2 separate regions of the Anser cygnoides genome follow, and region 2 is linked to region 1. Evidence: chromatin contacts called from public Hi-C data. All regions are on one chromosome and are shown on one strand. Each heading gives the region's core, a stretch centred on a gene start, on an enhancer-like site or on the middle of the called end of the contact. The rest is flanking DNA. Distances are from core to core; before and after follow the strand shown. Region 1 holds the start of OGDH (oxoglutarate dehydrogenase). Region 2 overlaps NUDCD3 (NudC domain containing 3).

Region 1 (6,104 bases), core at 1,269-3,768:
CAAAGTTTGGCAGCGCGAGGCGTCCTGACCAGCATTTTGTCAGCCCTGCTGCCAAAATTTGGGGTGTCGGATCAAGTTTTAGCTACTCAGCACCGCGGCAGCTAAGCTTCCCCCCCTCGAAACGCAAGATTTGGGGTGATGCAACGTTAAGAGCAGCAGCAGCGTCCTGACCCATTTGGGGCCGACTGCTGCACCCGGCTGGGACAACGCTTCCAGGCGGGGAATGCCAGCGCGCAGCATTCCTGGCCCTTTATTCACTGCAGGCGCTAATTAAGGGCAGAAATTCGTGTCAGAGGCAGTTACTCGGGGGCAGAAGCGTGTCCCTTCCCCTCCGCTTTCTCACACCCACCAGCACCCAGGCAGGGGCCCCGAGCCCCACGCCGGGTGACCGGCTCTAAGCGGGCAGACGCGGCAGGGCCACCGATGTCGGGTGTTTTTCTGGCTGGCGGCTCTCCCTCCTCGCGTCTAAGCCGCCAAATTATTTCGAGATACTTCGGAGAGCCGGCCGAGCTGCCCGCCGGCGCGCGCGCACACGTGGGGGGAAAAAAGCTTTGGGACAAAAGCGTCAGCGCCGGTGTCCAGTTTCAGGCCTGCCGCCCAGCAGCGGCTCGGTGACCTCTGGGGAGAGCACGGGCGGTAATGCCAGAGTTCAGCCCGACCCAGCGGGACCCCACCGCCCCGGGGAGCCTCTCTCCAGCGCCGGTCGTGCCCGAGGGAGGTGGGAGCAGCGCGGGGACGCAGCTGCAGGAGCAGTGCCCTGGTACAAAGCCCCCCGCGAGGGTGCCCTGCTTCCACACGAGGGGCATTAGGAGAAGAAAACCCACTGCTCGGCTGGGCCCTCGCCGCTAACGCTGGATAAAACTCCAGCAGCCTCGTGTTCTCAGTGGAAGGGCAAACACCACAATGCTCAGGGCAGGTTACGGGCCGATACGTGCACGAGCACACCGCTAAGCAAAGCGGAATAAGGCGCTAACGTGACCTCTGGCAGCCAGAGCCACCGAAACCTGCCACAGAACACAGTTAATTGGGAAATGCCTTTTTTTTTTTTTTTTCCCCCTCCTTAGAATCAAAACTGCCAGCTAGAGGATAAGCAGGAATTAAAGGCTTGATCGGAGGGAAGTCAAGCTGCCGGTCACCGCGCCCAGCCCAACCTACGGGAAGAACACGAGGGAGAGGCAAAGGTGCTGAGCACAGCGCTTATCGGGCGGCTGGCACGTGGACCCACCTGGCAGGGCACATGCCGACACCGGCCCTTTTGTCCCCAAGACACCAAGAGCGCCGGCGGCCACCGCTCCTGCTGGCGGCACGGCGGGGCCGGCGGCACGGCGTGCAACGGGGCTGCTGCGGGCAGGGCCTCTGCGCCCCGGCAGGGGTCCTGGCAGCACCAGAGGCGGCCTGGGCACGGGGCCCTCCATGAAGCCGGCCTGGGCCTACAGGCTCCGGGGGGACCAGGGCTGGGGGTCCCCAGGGATTGGGGGTCCCGGGGCTGGGGGGCTCCGGGCCTGGGGTGCCCAGAGCTGGGGGTCCCGGGGTTGGGGGGCTCCAGCTTGGGGCTTTCAGGGACACCAGGCCGGGGGGGGGCTCTAGGACTGGGTGCCCGGGGCTGGAGGCTCCGGGGTCCCAGGGCTGGGGGCTCCGGGCCTGGGGGTCCTGGGCCTGGGGGGCTCAGGGATTCCAGGCCTGGGGGGGCTCTGGGCCTGGGGTCCCCGGGGCTGGGGGTTCCAGGGATGGAGGCCCCAGGGCTGGGGGTCCCGGGGCCGGGGGGCTCAGGTACCCCGGGGCTGAAGGCTCCGGGCCTGGGGGTCTCTGGGCCTGGAGGCTCCGGGGCCGGGGGCTCCGGGGTCCCGGGCCTGGGGGGTCCCGGGCCTGGGGGCTCCAGGGCTGGGGGTACCGGGGCCGGGAGACTCGGGGACCCCGGCCCTGGGGGGCTCCGGCTCCGGGGGTCCCCCTGCGGCCCCGCCGCTGCCCCACGTGCGTCCGCGCTGGAGGCGAGTCCCCGCCCCCTCCCCCTCCCCCTCCCCCTCCCCCTCCCCCTCCCCCTCCCCCTCCCCCTCCCCCCCCAATCAGCGCCCGCCCCCCCCTCCCGCGCTCACCGCCCGCCCCTCCCCATTGGCCGCGCGGCGCTGCCCATCCCACGGGCGGCCCCGCCCCCTCCCTCCCCGACCACGCCCCCCTCCACCCCGAGGCCACGCCCCCTCCCGCCGAGGCCACGCCCCCTCCCCCCGCCCCGAGGCGCCCGGGCGGCGGCGCCAAGGACACCGGGGAGCGCCCGCCGCCCCCCCCCCGCCCCGCCGCCGCCCCCCCCCCCCTCCCCGCCGGCCCCGCCCGGCCCGGCCCCGCCCCGGCCCCGCCGCCCCCGGCCCGGCCCCGCCGCCCCCCCGCCCGCCCCGTACCTGCCGGCCCGCCCGTCCGCCCCGCTTGCGGCCCCGGCTCTGACAGCGGCCCCCAACCGCCGACTGCCGCCCCGCGCCGCCCCGCCCCCGCGCCGCTGCGTCACCGCGTCGCCACGCCCGCTCCCGCCCCGAGGCCACGCCCACGCAGCCCCGCCGCGGCGGGGCCCGCCCGGTGCGCCTGCGCGGCCCCCCCCCCCCCCCCCCCCCCGCTCCCCGGAGAGGAGGGCGCGCGCGCGGGGTCACGTGGGGGGAGAGGGAGCCCCCGCCGGGGGGCGGGGCCGTGCGCGGGGCGTGGGGACACGGGTGGGGGGGGGGACGACGACATCGGACGTGGGGTGGGGACACTGGTGTGGGGACACCGGTGTGGGGACACCGAAAGTGGTGTGGGGACATCCGACGTGGTGTACAACACCCATCGTGGTGCACAGACATCCAGCATGGGGACGTTGGTGGGGGGACATGTACCGTGGTGGGGGGACATCCACCGAGATGAGGGGGCATCCATCTTGGGGACACTGGCCATGGTGTGGGGACATCCATCATGGTGTGGGGACATCCATCATGGTGTGGGGACATCCACCACAGTGTGGAGACATCCGACATGGTGTGGGGACATCCATCGTGTGGGGACATCCATCATGGTGTGGGGACATCCAACGAGATGAGGGGGCATCCATCATGGGGACACTGGCCATGGTGTGGGGACATCCATCATGTGGGGACATCCATCATGGTGTGGGGACATCCACCAAGGTGTGGGGACATCCATCATGGGGACACTGGCCGTGGTGGTGGGACATCCATCATGGTGTGGGGACATCCACCAAGGTGTGGGGACATCCAACACGGTGCGGGGACATCCATCATGGGGACACTGGCCGTAGTGTGGGGACATCCATCATGGTGTGGGGACATCCACCGAGATGAGGGGGCATCCATCATGGGGACACTGGCCATGGTGTGGGGACATCCATCGTGTGGGGACATCCATCATGGTGTGGGGACATCCACCAAGGTGTGGGGACATCCACCACGGTGTGGGGACATCCATCATGGGGACACTGGCCGTGGTGGTGGGACATCCATCGTGGTGTGGGGACATCCGACATGGTGTACAACGTCCATCATGGTGCACAGACATCCAGCATGGGGACGCTGGTGTGGGGACATGTACCGTGGTGGGGGGACATCAGCCACGGGGACACCCGACATGGTGTGGGGACACCCATCATGGGGACATTGGCTGTGGGGACATCAACCATGGTGTGGGGATATCGGCCCTGGGGACACCCGACACGGTGTGGGGATGTGAGAAACAAAGTTGGGTTTTTGCAGCAGAGAGCTAATTTTCTGTATTCCAAGGTAGTTGTGTGGCCATAAGGAGAAATGCTGAGTAGGTAAGTGGATGGTAGAAGGCCTCACTGTTCCAAAATAAGGTGGAAGCTTGAGAAAAACAGGACGAGCAGTGTGAGAACAGTAAAACAAAGATCACAAGTTCTCAAAACATAAGAAAGGAGAAATTAAAGGGTTGAAAAAAAAACGAAAAATTGTACATATATTGTATAGAGGCGCGTCGTAGTATAGAGTAGTATAGAGGAACCTGTAGTACTCGGCCAATGAGGAAACGGGGGAGGTGATCAGGCGCCGGGTAATAGGGAATAAAAGGTTATGATTTGTTTACTAAAATGCACTCCTAATTGGCAGGACGCCCGCCATTGCAATCACAAATAAAATAGCTTCACAGAAGATCCTGTCTGAAGAAAATTATTTGATATTTTTCTCGCAGGGACATCCAACATGGGGACATTGGTGTGGGGACATATATCATGGTGTGGGAACACCGTCCTTGGGGACACCTGACATCATGCGGGGACATCTGCTGTGGTGTGGGGACATCCATCATGGGGACATCGGCTGTGGGGACATCAACCATGGTGGGGGGACATCCGCTGTGGTGTGGGGACGCTGGCCTTGGGGACACCCAACATGGTGTGGGGACACCCAACATGGTGTGGGGACACCCAACATGGTGTGGGGACAGCTGTCATGGTGTGGAGACATATCCTTGGGGACACCTGACATGGTGTGGGGACATCCAGCATGGTGTGGGGACGTCAGCCATGGGGACATCCACCATGGTGTGGGGACATTGTGGAGACATTGGCCATGGGGACACCTGATATGACGTGGGGACATCCGTCATGGTGTACAACATCCATCACGGTGCACAGACATCCATCAAGGGGACATTGGCTATGGTGTGGGGGATATATGCCACGGGGACATCTGCCCACGGGGGGCATCTGACATCGTGTGGGGACATCCGCCATGGAGACACCTGCCATGGGGACATCCTGGTGCAAGGCACATCCACCCATGGGGACATTCACCATAGTGTGGGGACATCTGTCCATGGAGGGCGTCCACCGTGGTGGACAGACATCCTGGTGTGGGGGACATCACCCGTGGGGACATCTGGCATGGTGTGGGGACATCGTGGTGTGGGGAACACCCACCCATGGGGGGAAACCCACCCCGGGGGACACCCACCACGGGGACAGGCGTGAGGACACCCACCACAGACCGGGGACATGGTGGCACGAGGGACACCTGGCCACGGGGACACCTTGGCCCGGGGCACCCGGCAGCGCAGGGGCAGGCTGGGGGGCCGGGGGGCTGTAGTCACAGCCCTGAGTCACGGTCCCACGGGCGGCGGCGCTGTTCTGGGAAGTGAAATGGCTGCAGGAAAATACCGGGGCCACTCACGTCCCCGGCCTGGCCACCGTGGCGCAACCACATGGGAGCCAGCCGGGCTGGCTGGGGGACATCCTGCAGGCACGCACGGGCTGCAGTGGGGATGGGGACGGGGTCACGGCAGTGGGGAGACGCCTGGGCTGCGGCGAGAAGCGTCCCCAAGGCAGTGGTGTCCCCAAAGGCAGCGTCCCCAAGGGGATGGCATCCGAGGTGGATGGGGCTGATGTCCCCGTGGGTGAGATGTGCTCCGTGCCCTCCTGGGGGGGTCGGGGGCTGCACGGGCTGGTGGAGGGGACCCGCAGGGTCCTCGCGGCCGCTGGCAGCCAGCAGGAAGTTGTGGGTCCGGGTGGGGAAATCGGCGAGCGGCCACGCTTGCGCCACCGTCCCCTTCCGGGGTGGCCGGCCTTGCCCCAGCCCTGACGAGAGCGAGCGTCATCGTGGGTGCCGGGGCAGTCCCCGGTGTGTCAGCCCGGCCACTGCCGGCCAGCACGCGAGCGCCAGACCCAGAGCATTGACCCCATTCCGTGCGCCACACCGACCCCAAAACATCACCCTGCTGTGCCCCGCACCGCCACCAAAACATCACCCTGCCGTGTCCCACACCAACCCCAAAGTACTGCCCTGCTGTGCCCCACACTGACCCCAAAACATCGCCCTGCTGTGTCCCACACCTTCGCCAAAGCATTGCCCTGCTGCTGTGCCTCAATCTGACCCCAAAGCATTGCCTCACCATGCCCCAAAATGACCCCAAAGCATTGCCTTGCCTGCCCCCCAATGACCCCAAAGCATCGCCCTGCTGGTGTGCCTCGCTCTGACCCCAAAGCATTGCCCCACCATGCCCCACGCCGACCCCAAAGCATCGCCCTGCCGTGCCCCACACCAACCCCAAAGCATCGCCCTGCCGTGCCCCACACGCGGAGCCAATGCCCGCGGGCGGCGGCGGGGCCGCGGCAGCCG
Region 2 (6,555 bases), core at 1,380-3,879, 57 kb before region 1:
GACCCGCCGGGCGAGGGCTGAATCCTTGAGGAGAACGGGAAGGAGCCCAACGGAGGGGCCAGACGCGGAGCGCAGCGGACGGCCATCTGCCCGCTGCGGCGGTCGCTCGGGCCGGCGGCAGGTGGCAGCGGGGCTGAGGAGAGGGAGGGTGAAAAAGCGGCAGCTCTGCAAAGCCGGGCTTTGGCACCGCGTGCACTTGGCTGCCGGGTGGTGGGGATGGCGTGGGTGGGTCTGTGTGTTCTGTCTTGTTCTATTTTTGCCCGCCATGTGTCATTTTGGGGGAGGTGAAACCTTTAACAATGCGCCGTCGAGAAGCAGCCAATCTGTTTCGCACCGTGCCGAGCCGCAGCGCCCGGCGGTGCCGTCACCGCGTCAGAGCCCGGCGGCGCGGGGCCGGGGCCCGGCAGAAGGGAGCGGGGGGGCCCGGGCAGGCGGCAGCGCTGCCGGCCTCGGGACGAGTTCCCCGCTCGCCCCGTGCGCGTTTCTGCGCCCCTCCTCGTTCCGGCACCGCGGGGCGGCGATCGGAGGCGATCGGAGCCGTGCGGACGCCGCAGCGGCCGCAGAGCGAGCGTGGGGACGCCCGCCCGAACCCGCCGCCCGCCTCAGGGAGCAGCTCCGGCAGCAGCTCTGCACCAGCAGCGCGGCGCGCGGCCAGGGGCAGGGACCGAGCGCCGAAGGCTTTGCTTTGACGCTGTGAGCGGGGAGAAGTAGGGCAGCTCGCAGAGCTCCTCTTCGAGGAGTTTCCAGGCCAGGACGCAGGCGCTGGGCGCTCGATCCGGCCGCGCGGCCGTTCCCGAGGGGGTGCCGAGGCCGGGCATGCCACGGGAGGGAGTCGGCTCGGGCCTCATCCCCGGGGACTCGTTTTTCTCCTTCAAATCCCATTTTTTTCAGACCCAGGCGCTGTGAGCACTTGCAGCATCCATCCTGCAGAGGCACCACGGGGCACGGCCGGGGAGGGCGGTGCGGGGAGGCCGGGCGGGCGCTGCAGAGGCCCAGTAACCGAAACGGAGGCCGAAGGAGGCATCGGCAGCACCCCTGCCGTCCCCAGCACCCCTCACCGGGTCTCGCAAGCACATCCTGACCCCAAAAAGCCTCTCCTGCCCCCACCACCTTCCCCCCGTCAGAGCAGGGGAAGCGGAGGGCAGCGCCGTACAGGGCCGCCCTGCAGCGAAGGGCAGGGACCGAGCAGCCCGGCCCCACGCCCGGCCCTCCGCCAGCGGCCCCGCGCGGCACGCGAAACCCTGCTCGGGCCCGAGAGGTTGCCAAGAATGGAAAGATCTCATCAAGCGGTAACGAAGTGCCAAGCGAGCGAGGAACAGAGAAGCCCAGGCACACGGCGCCCGCATGCCCGACCCAAGGGGGGCATTTCCCGCAGCACCAGGCACCGGGCTGGGGGCGTAACGACCCCGCATGCCGCGCCGAGGCCGCTCCCGGCGGCGAGTCCAGGGTGAGGAGTGCGGCGCCGGGCGCGGCCGCCGCAGGGATCACGCGCGTGGAAAACACGGGGCCCGCGCTCCTGCTGCTGCCTGTGCCAGCGAGCCGAGAGGAGCCTCCCCCCTCCCGCGGCTTTAACGCCTCCCGGCACCGGCTCGCCGGGCACCTCGCATTCAGCCGCCCTCGGTTTTGCCGGCGGAGCGCCGCGGCGCGAGGAGGGCTCGCCGCGGGCTCGTGCCCCCGGAAGGCTCCCGGCTCCCTGCGCACCTCACCCCGTTAGGCAAAGCGCTCGGCGAGCTGAATACCAACCCCCCCTCGCCCCCCCTCACGGCGCAGCGCACACCCGCAGTAAACAAGTGCCGGGACCCAGCCGGCTACCGCCGCGCTGCGGCCCCGGGAGCAGGGCAGGGACCCGGGGCGGCCCCGGGGCTTTTCCTGGCTTCGTCCTATTGAGGTGGGGGGGGGCCGGTGGGGGAGAGCCCCCCCAGCTGCTCCTGGAGGGCGCCCTTTATCCCCGTGCCGTGCCACGGGAGGCAGCCGACGCCGTCCCCTCGGCCCCAAAACGCCGCCCCGTGCGGCGCAGGCTCCACCGAGGACCCCAGGGAGCACCGAGACGCCTTCACCGCCCGGCCCCGCAGCCCGGCGGGTCCGGCCCTGCCCGCAGCAGGGTCCCCCCCGCCCCGGGACGTGCCGCCCCGCTCCTGCCGGCCCCGCCAGAGCTTTGAGCCCTTTCGGGGGAGCTTTCGGCCTTCGCTGCTGATCTCCCGGGTGTTGCAGGAGCCGCTCAGGAGAGCCAACTCGCTGCCACCAGGCGACTTTGAACGGCGGGAGGGCCGCGGAGCCGTCACCGGAGGGCCCGGATCTCCCTGCTGCTGGGAAATGTAGGTCAAGGACGGCGGGACGCGCCACCGGCGGGCAAAGTCCCCCGGGACCGCCGCTGTCCGCCTGCCGCTCGCACAGCCTGGGGCCGCGGAGCTCCCCGAGGGGCCGGCGCGAGGCCAAACCGCCCTGGGTTCGGCTCCGGCTCCCCGGGGAGGGGCCGGGGCCGGGCAGCGTGGGGCAGGGACCCACGCACCGCTCCCGGTAGTTTTCCACGCCGCCCTCCTTCCCCCGCGGGCAACCGCCGCAGCGTTAAAACAAGCAGGCGGCTTTTTTTTTTTTCCTTTTCTAACTGAGAATCAGGCACACGCTGTCCCCCCGGCCTCCAGCCCTGGGATTTTCTGCTTGTTAAGAGGGGAAAAAAAAAATAAAAATAAATTTATAGGTTTTAATTTAGTTATTTTTGGTGCGGGGACCTAATTTTGGAGCTCGCTACCTTGGCAGGGCAACCGGAGCCCTGAGCGACGGGGTGCGTGACAGGGGAGCTGACGCTCGGCTGCCGGTCTCAGCGCCCCGGCCCGAGGACTCGCGCCCCCCGTGAAGGCAAATTGGGCTGGAAGGGGGCTCGCTGCAGCCGGGGGCCACGCCAGGCGTTGGGGCTGGGGGAATTCCGCCTCCAGCTGAAGCGTTGCAGCCCCCCCCAGAAAGACGCTTTGCCGTGGAGCTGGGCTGCTGCCGATGCAGAAGGCTCGGTGCCGCTTGGGGTGCGCGGCTGCAAGGCGATTTCCCGGCCCTGGCGAGCTGCCGGGGCAGCCCGGAGGTGGAGAAACGGGGTGGGAAGGGGAAAACCCCGACGGGCAGCAGTGGGCAAAGGCCGGGAGAAGGACAGGGCTGCTGGAGTGGGAGACAAAAGGGGCGAAGGACGAACTGAGCAGGACTAAAAGACCCCGGGCAGCGCGCAGAAGGGAAGGGGGAACCGCTCCCTGTGCAACGAGGGGATCAGCGGCGAGGTGTGAGGGGAATCGAGGAGAAAAAAAGGAATCCTCCGAGAGAAAACAAACGCCAGGCGCCCGCTCCGGCTCGGACAGCCGCTGCCCCGCGATTTGCCGGAGGCAGGGGGAGAGCGCCGGGGAAGCGTCACCAGGCGCTGCCCTCCTCCTCCTCCTCCTCCTCCTCCTCGTGTGCCTGGGGACACATGGGGCCAGGCTGCGGGGCCAGGCGGAGCGGGGTCAGGCCACTCTAATGGGCGCCCACCCGGCCTCGGCTCGCGCCGGGGCTCTGCCGTATGTGGGGGGGGGGGGATTCCCCCGGCACCCCCAGGCGCAACGGGAGCGGGACGCAGGGCAGGCCGGCCCCTCGGCGCGGGGCGAGGTGGGCTCCGGCTTCCTGGGTCAGGCCGGGAGCACAGCGGGGGCTTGAGCCGAGCAGGAAAACCCGCGGGGGGCTCGGGGGGAAAGCAGTCCGGGCACCCGCCACGCTGCGTGCCGCTGGGGGGGCGGCCCCGCTCCCTCCCGGCCTCCGCTCCTGGAACAGGCTCGCGGGAGGAGGCCAGGGACGCGGGCTGGGGACCCTTCGGCACCTTCCCACCCCGAAACCCTTCCTCTGGGGGGGGCTTCCCCGAGAACGAACCTCCCTGCTCCGCGCCGGGGCCTTCCCCGGGTCCCACCCGGCACTGCCACCGCCACCAGGCGACGGCACAAGGGGAGGAGAGCGGGCCCCGAGCACGGCTCACGGCGAGAAGGGGGCGTTAGGCACAGGGTGCTGAGCCCCCGGGGCGCCAGGCGCAGCGATGGCTCACGGCAGCACCACCAGCCCCATAAAACAGCCCCAGCGCGGGGCCGCGAGCACCGGGGTGGCCCCAAAAACACCCCGATCCTCGTGGGGAGCGGGTGTTTGGTTTTTTTTTCGGTGCAGAACAGGCCGGGTTCCGCTCTCCCCCCACGGGCGCCGCGATCCCGAGGCGCTCCGCGGGGCTCTGCGGACCTGGGCCGGGCCCTGCCCCTCCCTTTGATTTGCTTCACCGGGGGGGGGAAAGGAAGGGAGGGAGGTGGAAAACATTCGTGCTGCTCCCTGCGCTCTGCCTTCCTGCTGCCGGGGCCGCGCGTTAGCCACGCGCCCCTCGTCCCCAGGCTGCTCCGCGGGGGGACGGCGCGGCCGGGTGAGGTGCTGGCAGCCTGCGGGGCGCCCCGCCAGTCCTGCTCCCGCTCCCCGCCGCCTTTCGGGGGGCTCCGGTGCCCCCCAGAGGAGCAGGAACCAACTACAGCCGCGGCACGGGCCCGCTCTGCCCCCACTCGGGGCCCCGCCGCCTTCCCCTTGCCCCACGCGAGCCGTGGAAGCAGCAGGGGGGGGGGGCTGCAAATATTCGGGGGGGGGTCCCCAAAGCGGCGTGCTGGGGGCGGCAGCGGGGACGCGGCGAGGACGGGGAGCTGCGGGGGCAGCCGCGTCTGCTTCTCGCCCTGCTGGTGCTCGGGGGGCGAGGGGCAGCTCGGGGGCGGCTCCGCGGGGGCAGCTCCGCACTGCAGGGGCAGCTCAGCACCGCGGGGGCAGCTTAGCGGCCCCATCCTGCCCCTGCTCCACCCCTCACCCCCGCAGCTCCCGTCCCGCAGCCCTGACGGCGAGGGGCCGACGTTAAAACCTCGCGGGAACGCTCACGGGGGGCTCGAGCCCCTCCATCGCCCCCGCCCTTCCCTCTCCCGCTCCCCTCCGGGACGAATCGGGGCTGAAACGCACAGGACGGGGCTGCGAGGGGCAAGGCCCACGAGCTGCGCGGCCCCCTCGGGGCTGCTTTTGCCCCGTTAACCCCGTGCCGCCGAGAGGCGTCGCCCCGACGGCCCCAGGGACGAGCGTCCCCTCGCCGGGCAGCGGAGCGCGGCTGCCGGGGGGGGGTCGGTTTGGGGTTCGATTTGGGGTCCAGGCTCGCTTTCGTCCCGCGTCAGCCCGGCTGAGCCAAGCGCGAGCCCCCTCCCCTCCTCCCCACGCCACCGAGCCGCTCAGCACCCTTCCCCGCCCGGCCCCGCCGCCGCCAGGGGCTCTCGGGGAGGGGTCGGCGCGGGATTCGGCCGGTGCCCCTGCAGCACGGCCCGGCGGGGACGGAAATCCCGCCGCAGGCCGGGGGCGACGCGGCACAGCCAGGCGCTGGGGGCTCCGCGCTGAGGGGGACGCGAGGAAGGGGCAGAGCGGGCCCCCGCGGGCCCCCTCCCGGCGCTCACGCAGCCCAGGGGGGCTTTGAGACGAGGACGTTTGGCAAAAACAAAGAGCTACGGAGGCTGCTCGGAGGCGGCAAGGCCGGGGGAAGCGGGCGGCCGTGCACAAAGCCCCCCCACGGAGTTTGATGCCCCCTGAGCTGAGGGGGCCTGGGTGCGGGGGGGGAGGGCGCGTGGGAGCCCGACGCCGAGTCCCCGTGAGGAACGGGAACGGCGCCTGGAGCTCCCGGCCCCAAAATGCATCCCCCCCTACCCGGGGAATCTCCCATCCTCCCCCCCCGAAGCCCACAAGGGAAACCCTCGCCCCCAGAGGGCCGCGAGGACGCCCCCAGAGGGCCCTCGGTGCCCCCCCCAACCCCCCCACCGCGAAGGGGGCAGCGTAACGGGGACCCTTACGTGGGCAGCTCTGCGGGCTGGGGCTGCGCGGGGGCAGCGGCCCCCGGGGGCTCCGCCGGCGCTGGGCTGGGCGCTGCCGGGGCGGCCGAATCCTGCGGCCCCACCGCCTCCCCCGCGGGGCCGGGGGGCTCCACCGTGGTCTCCACCTCGACCTCCTGGGCAGCCGGGGCCACTCGCACCCTCTCGGCGGCCTCCTCCTCCTCTTCTTTTTTCCGCAGCTTCGCCTCCAGCTCTCGGTGCCTCCTCTCGTCATCCTGCCGGGCCATCCGCTCAAAGACTTGGAAAGCCTGGAAGGGGGGCAAAGGGAGCCGGGCGTCGAGCTCCTGGCCGCCACCGTGCCCTCGGGGACCGGCCCCCGGCGGCTCGGGCAGCGAGAAGCCGTGCCGCCCAGCCCGCGGGGGGACGAAGTCCCTGCGGGGCAGGAGGAGCCGCCGGGACGGCACCGGGAGGGCTGGGTGGCGGGGCCGGGGCGGCGCAGGACCACCTGCGGCCAGCCCCACGCACACACCGCCACCTCCACGCTCGTCCCCGCGCCCAGCGGGGCTCCCGGCCCGAACTTCGGGCTCTGAGCCCCCCGGTCCCGGCTCGTTGCCCCACCCCCCCACCCCCGGGGCCGGCAGCGGGGACAGGGACGCAGCAGGGCGAGCGCTGGGCCCCGTCCCCGCTGCGCTCGCAGGGCTCTCGCCCCTTCCCCGGCGCACCA

What was found. Hi-C and Micro-C count contacts between places; a contact is called where the count stands out from the background.
Region 2: a contact with region 1 is called in a Hi-C map of liver, with 5 times the contacts expected there. The contact joins the enhancer-like site here to the promoter of OGDH in region 1. A contact is called at or near these places in 2 of 7 Hi-C or Micro-C datasets (both in liver).

The regions. Positions count from the first base shown.
Region 1 is chr26:4,560,563-4,566,666 of Taihu_goose_T2T_genome, reverse strand. It overlaps OGDH (oxoglutarate dehydrogenase), which reads right to left and starts at 2,518. Exons shown (of 23, transcript XM_066983352.1): 1 at 2,394-2,518.
Region 2 is chr26:4,616,910-4,623,464 of Taihu_goose_T2T_genome, reverse strand. NUDCD3 (NudC domain containing 3) reads right to left here. Exons shown (of 6, transcript XM_066983423.1): 2 at 5,853-6,139. Among named protein-coding and RNA genes, the nearest start is that of NUDCD3, 4.1 kb to the right of the region's middle. Within about 2 kb of position 2,629, at least 1 of the 3 cell types and tissues checked has open chromatin away from gene starts, as enhancers often do. A contact at or near this core is called in liver, where this site is marked.